Linked DNA regions of Gossypium hirsutum: region 1 is linked to region 2. A link is a contact called in public Hi-C data. All regions are on one chromosome and are shown on one strand. Each heading gives the region's core, a stretch centred on a gene start, on an enhancer-like site or on the middle of the called end of the contact. The rest is flanking DNA. Distances are from core to core; before and after follow the strand shown. Region 1 has its middle 17 kb from the start of LOC107962526. Region 2 has its middle 4.2 kb from the start of LOC107962525.

Evidence for each region. A called contact is a pair of places that touch in the nucleus more often than the background predicts.
Region 1: a Hi-C map of leaf shows a contact between it and region 2, with 2.5 times the contacts expected there. The contact joins two enhancer-like sites. A contact is called at or near these places in 4 of 34 Hi-C or Micro-C datasets (fibers and leaf).

The regions. Positions count from the first base shown.
Region 1 is chrA06:7,706,170-7,710,084 of Gossypium_hirsutum_v2.1, reverse strand. No RefSeq gene overlaps it. Among protein-coding and RNA genes, the nearest start is that of LOC107962526, 17 kb to the left of the region's middle. Within about 2 kb of position 1,409, at least 2 of the 9 cell types and tissues checked have an H3K27ac peak or open chromatin away from gene starts, as enhancers often do. A contact at or near this core is called in leaf, where this site is marked.
Region 2 is chrA06:7,653,421-7,657,506 of Gossypium_hirsutum_v2.1, reverse strand. No RefSeq gene overlaps it. Among protein-coding and RNA genes, the nearest start is that of LOC107962525, 4.2 kb to the right of the region's middle. Within about 2 kb of position 2,801, at least 2 of the 9 cell types and tissues checked have an H3K27ac peak or open chromatin away from gene starts, as enhancers often do. A contact at or near this core is called in leaf, where this site is marked.

The DNA of each region.
Region 1 (3,915 bases), core at 160-2,659, 54 kb before region 2:
AAAACTAATATAGAAGATACTCAAAAATTAAAATAATTATAAAAGTATAAAAAGCTTAGTTATTTTTATATTAATACAAGTGGATCATTCTTTGTGTATGTACATATATACTTGTACAATATATAATGTATTTAAATGAATTGCTGTCATGAGATAATTTTACAAAAATAAATTATTCAAAATAATACAAAATAAATACACGGGATAAATGTGTCTTCACCTTTAGTCGTTATAATTAAAAGGTGAAGTTATGCTATTAGACTTCTTACTTTGCGCAAGTTGTAGATTTAGCACATGTATTTTAATTTGATCATTTTTAATCCCTCTATTTTTAGAATTTGAAAATTTTAGTCTTATTCAAATGATAGCTATTAAATTCATTAAGTGAAGTTCTGATATTTTTTAAAATTTAATGTGTCAAACATATTATCACATGTTTAATGCTATGTCTGCTTGTTATTTTCACAAATTACTTACAAAAAAATAACAATTAATAGATTTAACAAGTAACATTTGCATTAATACTAAAATTTTAAAATTCAAACAATATAACCACTAAGAATGACCCAATTGATGAACGAGGACAAATTTATTACTTTAAGCATAATACATAACTAATAACATAATTTAATCGAATAAATTTAACTATTATCATTGGATTAGGATTAAAATTGACTAAATTAAAATACATATACTAAATCCATAATTTACACAAATATAAGATCTAATAGTAGAATTTTACCTAATTTTGGACTAAATCAAGACTTAATATTAATAAATAAATCAAAATTTGGAATTCAATCAAACATATTATTATTATTATTATTATAAATATTTATTTATTAAATTATTAGCATGGGGCATAAGTTGTTATATTGGTCACTGATATGGTGAACGTTAGGTAAAGTAAGGTTGAGTGGATTAAATCATAGCCACCTCTTTATTTGAAGATTATTAATAATTAGTTTCAATTGTTGCCGGAGACTTTGTAGCAGTCATAGTACAATGCTATTAGCAGCCAACGCCGACCTCTTTTCCTCGGGATTTAAACCAATTTGTAGAAACTCCAAAGCTACAGTCTTCACTCAATTAATCGAATTTAATTAAATTTTTTAAAAATTATTCGAATTCAAATATTTCGTAATTAAATTTTATATATTTTTATTTTTAATTTTAATTTTTATATAAAAATAAATAAATTAATAATGTTCATTTGATTGAATTAATCAAATTAAAATTACATATAATTTATATTTTTAATTATTAAATTCAAGATTAATTATTTAATTTGAATAATTTTAATCTTAACTATAATGGTAACTGAACCGACCAGAGTGATCCATCCATCACCCTCTTTAAACCAATCAAAATATGTATATTTTTATCTTTACCTTTTTTAAATACTTATTTGTTTGCTTATTTATTAAAAATAATTATATAGAGATATTGATTGATGGTGAGGCGGTGGCCAGTGGGTGGATGTTCCATCAAGATTGACACTTGGCCAATCTCTCCACTGCTATTTTTTCACATGTTCGAAAAGCCAGACATGTCAATTCGTCTTCTTTCAATTTTGTTTTTGTTTTTCTTCTGATTTTAATTGCATTTCAATATCATTAACCCTCTCAAATGTAGTTACATAAATTGGAATAAATTTAGACACTTAAATTATACTAAATTTAAGTTAAATATTCACATTTGGTCTTAAATTTGAAATCTTAGATTGATGGTGTTGGTGACTTGGGAGTTCTGATAGGAATGGGAAAGGGCCGTAGGGTGTTTGTGACTTGGAAGTTGTGATAGGAATCCGAAAGGGCCGTAAAACTATCTCCTTTTGTTCATTAAGGTTTGGGTTTTCTCTTCTTCTTTCTTCTTTTTCTTCTTCTTTTTTTAACTATATTTTGAATATGAATGTCAAATTTTTCATGGAATTATCAAGGTTGTGTTGGTATAAAATTTTAGTATATTTTTTGTGAATATAATTTGAAGTATAAATCGGATATCGTCAATCTACTAAAGACTAGAGTTAGTTGTACAAAAGCTTATAACATCATTGTCAAATTGGATTTCCATTTTTCTCACCGAGTGGAAGCAATTGGTTTTTCAGGGGGAATCTGGGTAGGTTGGAAGGACTCGGTTAGAGTTGAGGTAATTCACAGACATTCACAACTTATTCTGGTTCGGATCCTTGGTCATTTTCTTTGTCAACCTATCTTCATTGTTTTTGTTTATGGCAGTCCTGATAGAAAAAAATCGAAATTACTCTAGGAAGGGTTAAATGCTACTGTTCCTTTGAGGGCTACTCTTTAGCTCGCTATTGGGGGTTTCAATGCCATCTTGCCCGATAGTGAAAAGAAAGAGAGATGGCTTAGAGGAAGAAGGTACTCTCTTTTAGGTTATTTTATGGATTTTTTCGTTTTGCAAAATTTGGGCTTTAGAGGCCTACCCTTCACTCGGTGTAGAGGGGGGACTTTTGAGAGGTTGGATAGAGTTATTGGGAATGATGCTTAACTGAATATGTTCTTTAATAGTTTGATTACTCATCTTCAAAGGCTTAAGTCTAATCATAGACCACTTTTCTTATCCTTGAGACCAGATCTTATAACTTCCAAGGAGAGACCTTTTAGATTTTTAGTTGGATGGTTGGAGCATCCGAGGTTTCTGGAATTTGTTAAAGATCAATGGGATTTCATTGAAAATTTGGCAGAATCCCTCTCCCATATTTCAAGTTATCTAAAGTAGTCGAATACAACTGTTTATGGACACATTGGAACTCGTAAAAGGTATCTGTTGAACAAGTTGTCTAGTATTTAAAGAAAGATGGAGTTAATTGATTCTAGTATGCTAATTTAGTTTGGGTTGGAGACTCGTGAAGAGCTGGAAAGTGTTATTCACCATGAGGAGCTTCTTTGGAAGCAGAAGTCTAGATGCGAGTGGCTAAATTTTGGGGACCAAAACACCAAGTGTTTCCACTATCGGACTTTTCAAAGAAGGAAATAGAATCGTATTACTGCTTTGAATGGAGAAAATGGTGAATAGATTTATTATGTTGAAGCCCTTCAACTTGAAGTCATCAATTTTTTCCAAAAGTTATACGACAAGCAACTTAAACCCATGAGAAACTTGCTTCCAAGCTCCTTTTCAAACCTTGAAAATTGTGATATTCAATTTCTAGGAAAAAAAGTGAGAAATGATGAAATAAGAGCAACACTTTTTGATATGGCCCCTTTGAAGGCACTGAGAAGTGATGGTTTTCAAACATTGTTCTTCCATAATCAGTAGGACTTAGTTGGATTGAGAATCTGTGAGTGGGTTAAATTGTGTTTTGCTAGTAAGGGTATTGTGCTAGTCCTCATTCCTAAAATTCATTGTCCTAAGAACTTCTTTCAATTTCGCCTTATTAGTCTATGTTCGGTGATGTATAAATTGGTGATGAAGGTTATTGTTAATCGGTTTAAAATGGTGTTTCCTAATGTCATTGGCCAGGAACATGTAGGTTTTATTACATGACGTAATATTATCGATAAGATCCTTATTACTCAATAGGTCATTTACTCAATAAGAAGCAATCATAGGAACAATAATTGGATAGTTGTCAAAATTGATCTAGAAAAAGCATATCGTAGAGTTCGTTGGGAGTTCATTGAGGCTTCTCTTCTAGCTGCAGGTATTCCTAATATGCTTATTAATGTTATAATGTTTGTTATCATGAACTCTACTATATAGGTGTTTTGAAATGAGAGTGTAACAGCCTGATTTTCAGTGGTGTCAGAAATAGTGGTTTAAGGCCACCAAATCCTGCAAGTAAGTTCGTAAATATTAAATATTTATATTTTCGAGTCAAATATGATTTTAAAAAGGTTTTTGAATTAGTAATTTTTGTTTTATGATGATTTATTAGGTCAAATGGTTTTA
Region 2 (4,086 bases), core at 1,552-4,051:
TATTGTCATGTGTGAATCTCTAGCCTCACCATAGCTAGTTGTCATGAATAAGTTTTGTCCTGTTATATTTTAACTTTGTCATATGTATTTGTAATTTTACTTTGTATTAGCTTGATTATTGCTCGAACAAGTATTTGTATCAACCTATGTTGTATTTGTACTTGTAAGCACTCAAAAAAATAAATGGTAAACTACAAATTTTTATATATGGTTTAAATTATGTTTTGGTTACTGAACTTCAAAAATTTACGATATAATAGTTAACGTTATCGATTTATTATATTTTAATAATTAAGTTGTTAACTTTCATTAATGGTGTAACGGCAAACTAACTTAGCACCTTATATCATTATTTCAAGCAAAAAATTAAGTCATTTTGTATTACTAGTCCATATACTTCTTCTTTTTAACAATTTAATTCTTCTTTTATTTTCTTTTAGCTTCCTTTTCCTTTACATTTTTTCCTTTTAATTTCTTTATTTTCCTTCTCTTTCTCCTTCTCCCTTTCATAACAGAAGCTAACATACAAAGAAAAATAAAGCTTGGGTTTTAAATTGCCCAGGGCAACACAAAATCCGTAAAAACCCTTACCTTAATAGCACTATTGAACTCCTTGTTTTCTTAAAAGACTCTACATTTTACGTTATAATAAAAGAGTTTCGACAACATAAACAACGATTACCAAGGCAGCTATAAAGTTGATGTGAATATATGAAAGTAAGCAATTACTACACAATAGAAGCGAGTTACTATCCCAAATAATTCTCTTAGATCAAAAAGATTCGGAATCGTTCCCGATTAAAGCAGATTGCAATGTCTGGTATAGTTGAGTGAGCTGTTCATTAGTCTGCAGTCTCAAGAACACTAGAGCTGTAAAAGCAAGATTTTTGAAGGTTTTTGTGGTGGGAGCAATTTTAAAACCCAAGCTTTATTTTCCTTTTTACATTAGCTTTGGTTGTGAAAGGGAAAAGAGAGAAAAAAAAAAGAAGGGAGAATAATTAGAGAAGGAAAATAAAGAAATAAAAGGAAAGGAATTAAATTTCTCAAAATGATAAAAGTATAGGGACTATTTGTAAAAATTGACCTATTTTTTTTTAGAATGATGATATAATTTGTTACGTTAAATTGTCGTTACACTATTAACGATAATTAATGGTTCAATGATCAAAATGTAACAAATCTATACATTAATGACTAACTCGTAACTTTTTAAAATGTGATAATTAAAATGTGGAGTGTGCCTCATATTTAAAATATAGATTGTGATAATCTATACCATGTACTATCTCATTGTTTATATTGATAGATCCCAACATAAAATATAATTTAAATAACTTACCCAAAAATTTAAAAAATGTCCAAATTCAAAAGTTAAATTGATATAATACTTGGTTGTGGACATAATGAGTTAAATGAATCTATTTAGTTATAATAATGTTAAATGTTAATTTTTTTTAATATTAAATAAGTAATAAACATTATAAATAAGCATTATTTCGTTTTAATAATTTTTTTTTTGAAAATTTTGTAATCATTGGCAATGAAGCTTATTTAATATGTAAAACAATAAAAATATATATTAATTCAAAATTATATATTTTTAAAATATTTTTTTCTTTTCATTTTTCAGTTTTATCAACCAATTTTTTTTTTATTTTTTGAATTTTTTATATCTTTGTATTTTTATTTTTTTATTTTTATAAATTTTAATTTATTTGTTGATGTGATATATAAAACAAGTGATGTTATGTTAGCATGACGTGCTCACAAACTGCCATGTGAGTTAGCAAGCCAACAACATTAAAAATTTATGTTTTAGTCATCATTTCCGTTAAAAAAATAATTTGACTCTTTTTTTTTTCGGAGAGTTGATAATTGATTGTATGTGATGTTATTTGGGTGAATAATGATAACAAGTTTAATTTATCCATTGGAGTTGCAATTACTGATTGTGAAAAAGTAGATTAAACTTTAATCAATAGGTTATTAGACTGATGATTGAATAAATCATTCTTTTGGTAATACTCTTTAGAGTAAGGTTGTTTTCTGAATTACGTTAAAAAAATATTGCGTCCATCTTCTTTCTCTATCTTATCTACCTACTACTTTATTATATAATCTTGTTCAAAATTGTGTTCAAATATTTGTCGGGACAATAAGTTGGGACAGAGGGCAAATAAGTTGCTTTTTCAATTGTCAACTTCTTTATTAAAATTCCTTTAGAAATTTGACACCTACATGAGTTGAGTTCTTGTTTCATCACATCAATAAGGGGAATCGTGAGAAGTTGTCAACAATACGTCTACACCCATCTATGTTAAGCTTCAACTAATGTCTTTTCATCATCACGAAATGATTAGACAATAGATTTTATACATATTATTCAAAAAACAAACTCAACATCTATGAAAATCGAAATAATTGTAAAATAAAACATATTTTTAAATATTTTCCCTATATTAAAATTGATAAAAGTTTTAATTTAACAAGAAGCAGTCTTAATTCAACGTGAAGTTTTACTATTTATATGATTGTTGTATGATGATTGTCTTAAAATATATTTTTTTTAACAAGTTCCTTTCCAATTTATAAATAAGAAAATAATGCGCTTCAATGCACTCGAATTTATATATTCTTACATTGATAACAATACTCATATAATCAAATTTAGACTCAATCAGTGAAAATAATTTAATTTTTATATGAAAAGATTTTAAATTTAAATTAAGGTGAAGAAAAGATTTGAAAAGGTCAAGCCGCATTTAGTTTCCAAGAGACAGCATATCAATGTCACGTACAATTTTGGACAAAGGAATGGCTAAGAAATTTGATTGGGCTTCCAATTGGATAAGATCCTGAGCTGTACAAACTTCTACATCGGTTTGATTATTTATTATTTGTTAAAGTCAAGGTGGGTTTTGATGGAATGTAGGATAACATGAGTATGTTTAGTTTATTTTTTATCTTATGTTATAATATTATTATAGTATTTAATTTTATTGTTATTGTTGTTTTTACATTAATCTTAAGTAATTATATTGTCCATCTAAATTCACAACTAATTTTTAAACTAATGTAAAAATCAGATTTATCGGTAAAAAAAAGTTTTACAATTTAATTTTCAATCTTAATTTTCATGAATACGAAGGTCTATTTTATTATTCCATTTTTCTTTCTTTTTAATTTTCAATCTTAATTTTCATGAATACGGAGGTCCATTTTATTATTCCATTTTTCTTTCTTTCTTATTCTATATATTTTTATATATTATATATGTAAAAGAATTCATTTATAGAAAATTATATATTTTAATAATAATATTTATTATTTTTTTTAAAGTTAATATTTTATTAATTAAATTGTTGCTCAATTAACTCAAGAAACAAATTTAATTAATGACTTAACAATTATACAAGTACAAATAATAAACTTTGACTATAAGATGTTTTTTCAACAAAAGAAACTCTTAGTGAGTGTTTTTGGTTTAAAAATGTAACATTTTTGAGGATAATGTGAGATTCCGACATAATATTTCCTCAGTTATTGATCTTAAATTTAAATATTGTCAACATTCTAAAATATAAGAATAATCTTAATACCATCTCTTAGTAATATAACATTTTTGACAATTTTATTCTTATTTTCATTTTTTTAATTCTTTTTACTTAAATCAAAATGAAATAATAATAATGATAATAATTTCTTTCAAAAACAATAATAATAATGTTGACAACAACAACTTTATGAATTAATTTCTCCAGTTATTTGATATATTTTCAGATAACATTTTAATAATATATTTGTTTATTATTATAAGTTTGAGGAAAATTAATATTTAGTATATTATATATATATATATTTTACATTTTGCCTAAAATATTAGTTGTATAAAAATTTTACGAATATTTTAATAACATGTTTTAAAAAATATATATAAATTTATTATTTCTTTGTCTTGTTATTTTGCGAGAGTTGTAGATTTAGTCATTATACTTTATTTAATCAATTTTAGTCTTTATATTTTTCAAATATTAGCCCTAATCCAAACAAAACTCAATCAATTAAATTGAATTACTAGTCATTTAC